Linked DNA regions of Sus scrofa: region 1 is linked to region 2. A link is a contact called in public HiChIP or PLAC-seq data. All regions are on one chromosome and are shown on one strand. The core of a region is the stretch at or near the end of the contact, and the rest is flanking DNA. Distances in the headings are between cores, read along the strand shown.

Region 1 (3,547 bases), core at 679-3,178, 97 kb after region 2:
GTGCTACCATGCTCTTTTACAGGAGACTCCATTCTAGTTGCCCTGTGTCCTTGGGGCCCTGATCATAAGGTCAGCAGAGCCCCCTTCCTCTTTGTTCTCAGGCCGGCCAGGTAGCCCCCTTCTTTGGGCTTTAAGTGCAAACTCTACTCTATGGTTCTGGGTTTGGGCAGGATTTTCTCCCAGGATACCACAGGGCAACTGTCAAGCTGCTTACCCCCTCCCCCTAGGGCTGGGTGCGGTGCCCAGCCTTCTGATTTGTGCCTCTGTTGTGTTTGGGGATGGGGGTCCTTTCCTGTTCTGGGCTCCTTGAGAGTTCAGAGTACCCAGTACAGGTCAGCTTTAAGGTACAGCTTTCAGTGTTTTTTGTTGTTCGTTTTTCTGGGGTCTTTGGACCCTCTGCTTTCTGATTTCTCTTGCCTCCTCATTGAGGGAGCATCTTGCAGTTGTTTGTATCTGGTTGTTGGGCCAGCCCCAGGCCTCCTTTAGATCTGGAACCAGGCCAAGCCAGAGCCATAGGTGGGTGGGGTGGCACTGAGTTGTTCAGGAGTTCAGATCTAGCCAGTGGATTCTTGCTGGGCTTTGGGCTGGCGGGGCAGCGTCCTGGACCTCACTCCTGGGCCTGAATGAGACCCTTCTTAAATGTTTTTACAAGTTTGTGTTTTATTTATGGAGTGACTTATCCCTTCCATTTAGAGCAGCCCCACCCAGCCGTCTCTGGACTTCTGCCTCCTAAAAGCAGAGCTGCCTGATTGGCCTCCACCCTGTATTGGGAGCCCAGCCACCATGCTCACGGGTATTTTTCCTCAGAATTTATAAGCAGTTATTTATATGAACCCTTGTTATGTCAACTGGTTTGTATTGCCTATTTTGATTACAAAATAAAAATTTAACAAAGTCCTCAGTTTTCCATCGCCTTCTATTACCATCATCTCGTACTCCACCCCTTACTTTGGCTTGTTGGAGCCAAAGCATGGGGTTTTAGCCAAGTTCTCCAAACAGCAGCAAGGAGGCAACTTTGGCAGATCAAGCCTCTCGTGTCTGTATCTCTACTGCTTCTGCTCCTCTTTCATTCTGTGGGGACAGATGAGATCTTTCCCCATGGCACTTCTGATTGGGTGAAGCTGCCCTGAGTTGAAGCAAGTTTGTCATTGAGTTTCAGTAATCCTCTGAGGAGGAAGTCTGCTGCCTGTGGGTCGCTCTGAGGAAGTGGCACTGTGTTTGCCTCAAGGAGCTAGGGTTGTCTTCCTGGGTTATTCTCAGAGCCCTGGACCTGGGAGGACTTCAGAGTGGAGTCATGTCCAACCCCAGACAGATGGCTGAGTCACCCCAGTGGGGCTGGTTGCTCCTTCTGAACTCCCTGCATTTTGCTGGGAGTTGGAGTTTTGAAGTACCACCTACAGCAAGGAGTTGGGGTGAAGCTGGGGCCACCCCAAGACCAACTGTGGGTCTTTAACAAGGTCCCAGACTTAGGAGTCCTGACACCAACCTCTGCCTCCACCCAGTCCAGAAGTAGAAGCCTCTTTCTTACCTTGATCTCCGTCTGGCTCCTTGAGGGTGTGGCCCCATCTGCTGCTACACCCGTCTAAACCTGCCTATCTGAGCAGAGAGGAACTTTGGGGAAAATGTCTAAGCAAGGGCTGTCCCTGCTGTGGTGTGCCTGCTGGGTTAGCTCTGTGTGGGTGGCCCCTGGGGGAATGGGGCGGTGGTCCCTTGGGGTGAGGCCTCTAGCTGGAGAGTTTTAGGTTTGAAAACAGCTGAGACTTCAAAGCCCGGACCTGAGCAGCGCTGTCGTGGCACGGGGTGGCTACTTGGGTGCAGCAAATGCGGGCGAGGCGGAGGAGGAGGCCTTTGCCAAACCCTTGCCCCTGCCCCACCCTACTGTCAGGTTGATCCGCAGCCTCACACTGTGAGCCCTAGAACCGGGAGGAGTGGAGGGGACGGCCCTGCGTGGGGCTGGGGTCCTCCGCGCTCTGGGACCCCGAAGGGGAGGGGAAGGGGCCCGCTGGTGCGCGGGGCGGGGTCGCGCAGGCCCCGCCCCAGCCGCGCGCTTGTCTGCGCCGCCCATTGGTCCTGAGAGCGGTGACTCGCGGGCTGAGCAGGAAGGAAACCGCTCCCGAGCGCGGCGGCCTCGTCTCCAGGCCGTGCAGCTGCTGCTACCGCTACCCGTCTGCCTGTCTCTCGGCCTGTCGGTCCACCCGCAGCATGAGCGGCCTGCGCGTCTACAGCACGTCGGTCACCGGCTCCCGCGAAGTAAGTGCGCGCCGTGGGCCCGGCGCTGGGGGAGAGCGCGGGCGGCGGTCCTGGTGCTCGGGACCAGCGCCTGGGACCCGCCCCCAGGGCGGGGGAGGCGAGGTGCTGGGCAAGGCCTCCTAAGTCGGGTTGCGGGGGCAGGCTTCGCGGCCCCTTCCTGAACACTGAACACCTCCTTCCGGCCTCCTGGGTCCTCTGCACCCCCACTACCAGGCTGATCCTTGACCATGTCCTCATCTTGCCCTCCCTCTCCACTATGTGTGTACCTGGGGCCGGGGTGGCCCCTTACCAGCCTCCACTCAGGCATGCCTTGCTTTCTTCTTGCTGAGCTCCTGGCTTCCCCACCCTGAATTTATCCCACTTAGCTTCATTCTGACTCTCCTCCCCACGGTTGGTGGTCCCTCTCTCATCCCACACCACCACAAGCCTGACTCATCCTCCCAACTCCTAATGGCCAGAGCCCTCCCCTAGGGTATGGAGGGGGACAAGAAAACAAAAGCTCCTGGCCACTGTCCCAAAACCTCCAGATTGTTCACTAACCTTTGCCCGCCCTCTGCCCCCAGATCAAGTCCCAGCAGAGCGAGGTGACCCGCATCCTGGATGGGAAGCGCATCCAGTACCAACTAGTGGACATCTCCCAGGACAACGCCCTGCGGGATGAGATGCGAGCCTTGGCGGGCAACCCCAAGGCCACCCCACCCCAGATTGTCAACGGGGACCAGTACTGTGGGGTACGGGCCCAGGGGTTGGGGGTGAAGGGAATGTTGTAAGAGGACTGCCAGCCAGAGTCAGACCTGAGACAAAATACTAGGACACAGGTGACCTCCTCTCCTCCCCTCCCCCAGGACTATGAGCTCTTCGTGGAGGCTGTGGAACAAAACACACTGCAGGAGTTCCTGAAACTGTCCTGAACCAAGCCAGCGCCCGGACTCCGTCACCACATTCCCCTTAGCAATCACCCAGCCACGAAGGACCTTGTGACCAACCGCCTGGTATTCTTAACCTTCTGACCTTGGAGCCCCTCCCCCTAACCCATGACCTTTCTCCCCTCTCCTAACTGTAGCCCCCTCCTCCATTCGAAGGCAACATTCCTTACCCACTAGTCTCGGAAATTAACAGCCCAAGTGCTGGCTGTTGTCAGCCAGGTCCTGAGACTGCCACCCTGCCTGGCACTGGCTAATGGGCACCTTTGCTGGTTCCATTAGCCAGGGCTCTGCCAAATGCCCCGCAATCCCCATCTGGGAGCACCGCAGAAACAATTAAATGTCCCATTCCATTGGCACTGTGTCTGTTTGGT
Region 2 (3,696 bases), core at 370-2,869:
CCTTTCACTCATGCTGCCCCTCTGCCCGTGCCCCATCTAGCACACAGGACAATACCCACCTCCTCTGCCAGGTCCTCCTCAGATTCGCCACTCAGGGTCTGTAGCACTTTGGATTTGTAGGTCTTCCAAAAGGCCTGGTTCATGGCTGCAGGGGAAGCGGGCCTGGCACCCAGGCACGGGAAGGTGGTGGCTCAGTGGGTACCCAGTGGGTCTGGCTCCAGGAACTTGGTGAGGCTGAGAACCTGTCCCAGGGATCAGGTGACCTCATTAAAGATGCACCAGCCTCCCCAGATGGCACAGTGCCCAGCAGATGAACCTGATCCAAAGGAGTCCGTGATGAGAGCCAGATTCTGCCACCTCACCCCTTGTCTTAGCCCATATTGGCCAGGAATGATGAAAACTTCTCTCTCCACAGAAGCCTCCTTCCTGGGCCTAGGAGTTCTTGAATTTGATCATTTGGAATGGCTCCAGAAAAGTCCTCTTCCATTCATGAAGTCCATTTACAAAGTCCTTGGGCTCAGGACCCACTGTGGTGCCCCGATGACTGCAGCCCTACAAGCTGCGCCCTTAATAGGGCCCTGCCCTATACCTACACTCAGCCTCTGTGAACCGGAATGGGAGGTCCCAAGGCCCATGGTCAGTGCCCTGGGCTTACATTTCACTGCTTTGTCTGGGCTGGAAAATGATTCCTCTCCCCAGGGATGCACGTGCCTCTCTCCCTGTTTCCTGGCTACAGGTTCCAAAGAACTGGAGCCCCTGAATTATTGCTGAGTTCCTCTGGTCAACCTGGAAGGCACCAGGTTCTGATGCGAGGGGAAAGGCTCTCTGGCTCTATTCCCACTCTGAGTACACAACACCTAGGTTGTACCTCTCTCTGCCTTTGATGCCAGGCCAAGCATCAAAAGATGAGAAAGTAGTCAAAGATGAGAGGTCCTTCTGTGAGGACCTCCTTTCCTTGTGAGAGGATCTGACCCCTCTTAAGACTAACAGGATGCCTTCCATGAGAACACGGGTTCAAGCCCTGGCCTCGCTCATTGGGTTAAGGATCCTGCATTGCCGTGAGCTGTGGTGTAAGTCACAGACTCAGCTCAGATCCCGCATGGCTGTGGCTCTGGCATAGGCCGGCAGCTACTGCTCCAATTAGACCCCTCGCCTGGGAACCTCCATATGCCGTGGGTGCGGCCGTAAACACACACACACACAACTCACAGGATAGGAAAAACCGGGGACAGGTGAGAAGTGCCGAGGCTTTCTCAGGAACCTGAGATGTCTCAGCAAGTCCTGCGAGGGCCGCGATCCCAAACGTATTCATTTTCATTCATTTATTAATTCATTAACATCACATTGTTCAGTGCTTCCAGGGAGATGTAGCATGCCCCCCCACCCCCATCCCAACGCGGAGTCTAAGATCTGGGAGCCTGGAAGAGGTGATGGGGCCAGAGGACGGCACTGAGATAGGATGGGCCAGGCGGGGCGGGTAGGGCAGCGGACCACCCTGAAGCCCCCAGGGCACGCACCACCCGCCCCTCCAGCGACCTAAGAGGACGCGCTTCCCGGAGCCCCGCCCCGAGTTCGGTCACTGACGTCGAGGGCCTCCTGAGGGCGCTCAAGGGCGCTGCTCGCGCGAGTGACGTCATCAGAGGCGGTCCGCCGGAGCCTGCTCAGTCCCCGGCGTCACATGGCGTCACTGCACAGTCCGGAAGTGCCCACACGTGTCCTCCCAACTCGGCTCTAGGCCCGTTGGTCCCGCTGTTACCAGCAATGGGTCGCTCTCGCCGAACCGGCGCACACCGAGCGCACTCCCTGGCCCGCCAGATGAAGGCGAAGCGGCGGCGGCCGGACCTCGATGAGATTCACCGCGAGCTGCGGCCCCAGGTTGCCACAAGGACCCGACCAGACCCCGGCGCCGAGCCCGACCCCGACCTGCCAGGGGGCGGCCTGCATCGCTGTCTGGCCTGCGCGTGAGTCCCGGCCGGCTGCGGCCTGAGGAGGAGAAGGGTCGGCCTTTCGGGCTGGGGGTGTTGAGATCCGGGCCCTAGGGAACGCAGGGTTTTCTTTCCTGGGATTCATGGGTCTGCTGGCCTCCCATCCCTTCAAGCCTGGAGCCTAGCATCGGGAAATGAGCTAGGGTCAGGGAGATAGGTGTACCTGAGAGGCATCACCTTCTCACTTCTCCTTACCCCCCATCCCTACAGGAGATACTTCATCGATTCTGCCAACCTGAAGACCCACTTCCGATCCAAAGACCACAAGAAAAGGTATAAGAAGAGAATTAATGGATGGGTGTCGGGCAGGCGGGACTCGAATCTGGTCAGCTCTCAGTTCCTGTTCTTTTTCCCAGGTTGAAGCAGCTGAGTGTGGAGCCCTACAGTCAGGAAGAGGCAGAGAGGGCAGCGGGTATGGGTTCCTATGTACCTCCCCAGCGGCTGGCAGTGCCCACAGAAGTATCCACTGATGTCCCTGAGATGGACACATCTACTTGACAGATCCTGAGAATTCAAGGCAGAAGAGTTGCCCATGGACAGTGATGCAAGGGCCAGTCTGGGAGAGACTGTACCAGTCTGTTTTGGCCCGGGGTTTGGGGAGTGGATGGCCTCTTCCCAGTGCCCTCCCTCCCAATAAAATAACTGGATAAAGGGGGCTTGCCCCTGACTCTAACCCCCAGGCCACTACTCCAAACTCATGTCCTGTAAGTTTCTCTACTACTCCTGTGCATGGGACCCAGGCTGCTTGGGCTTTATCCACCTTTGGTACCTGTATCCTTACCTTCCCTCTGGGATCCTGGCATCTGAGCCGAAACCCCCCATTGGAGCCTAGGTGTGTGGGCTGGGTAAGATCAGGTTTATAACAACCCTGCTTCTAATGAGGGCAGGGAGTGATCCCCAGAAAAGAAGTAGGCTCCCAAGATTATAGCTGTCGCTGAGTTACATACCCCCCCAGGGCCCAGGTGGAGGCTGCCCGCTTCATCATGGGGCCTGTGGCGGCCGTCGCTGCCCCACCATCTTCCAGACTGCATAGCAAGAGCCGCCCAGCCCGAGGACAGCCAGCAGTGCAGCCACAATCCCAGCCAGTGGACTCCGGGGCTCTGCCTTCAGCTCCCCGGCTATCTGCATCTGGAAATGCACAGAGGGTCCGCCTGAGGGGTCATTTGAGACCTCTGGGAAGGTGGGGGGTGGAAAGGGGCTGAGTTAGGGGAAGGAGATATGGATGCCACTGCTGCCCCAGGGAGATTCCACCCCAATCCCTCTCGCTTCATTGCCCATCTAGGCCCCGGCTGCTCAGGCGGCAGGGAACGTGACAGCCTGGCTGCCGGGTGTCAACCCAGCCATGGTAGGGGGAGTAAGGGGTCGATGGCAGAAGCCATTGGTTAAGGGTACGTACCTGTAGCACTCGAAAGTAGCCAGGGGTCAGGCGTGGAAATCGCATGGTGGGTGCTGCTAGTGTCGCTGGTGTCCTGTGGGGCGGAAGCGGGAATGAAGACCAGTGGCGTTTGTGGTACCAAGAAGCGGAAATCAGGGCGCAGGGTTTCCTGACCTCTCATACGCAAGAGAGCCATGCCCTCAGAGGATGCTCACCAGTGCCTGCCTTCCCAGGTCTGGCAGGGGGCGGAGCAGCTAGACCTTTAAATCTGTCCCTTCCCCCGCCTGCCCGCCCTGCCAGCCTTAGGAACAGCTGTCAGGAGAGATCAGCATCAGG

The links. HiChIP or PLAC-seq counts read pairs in DNA pulled down with a chosen protein or histone mark.
Region 1: a contact with region 2 is called in an H3K27ac HiChIP or PLAC-seq map of alveolar macrophages. The contact joins the promoter of SH3BGRL3 here to the promoter of ZNF593 in region 2. A contact is called at or near these places in 2 of 47 Hi-C or Micro-C datasets (heart right ventricle and liver) and 2 of 2 datasets of contacts at active chromatin or transcription factors (alveolar macrophages and skeletal muscle).

The regions. Positions count from the first base shown.
Region 1 is chr6:83,685,545-83,689,091 of Sscrofa11.1, forward strand. SH3BGRL3 (SH3 domain-binding glutamic acid-rich-like protein 3) reads left to right here and starts at 1,929. Exons shown (of 3, transcript XM_021095627.1): 1 at 1,929-2,250; 2 at 2,814-2,981; 3 at 3,096-3,532. The coding sequence starts at 2,203. The coding sequence ends at 3,161. It overlaps CEP85 (centrosomal protein of 85 kDa), which reads left to right. Exons shown (of 15, transcript XM_021095615.1): 14 at 1-2,250; 15 at 3,096-3,530. It overlaps UBXN11 (UBX domain-containing protein 11), which reads right to left. Exons shown (of 13, transcript XR_002344945.1): 13 at 3,165-3,547.
Region 2 is chr6:83,589,221-83,592,916 of Sscrofa11.1, forward strand. It overlaps ZNF593 (zinc finger protein 593), which reads left to right and starts at 1,620. Exons shown (of 3, transcript XM_021095611.1): 1 at 1,620-1,961; 2 at 2,196-2,258; 3 at 2,342-3,696. The coding sequence starts at 1,762. The coding sequence ends at 2,483.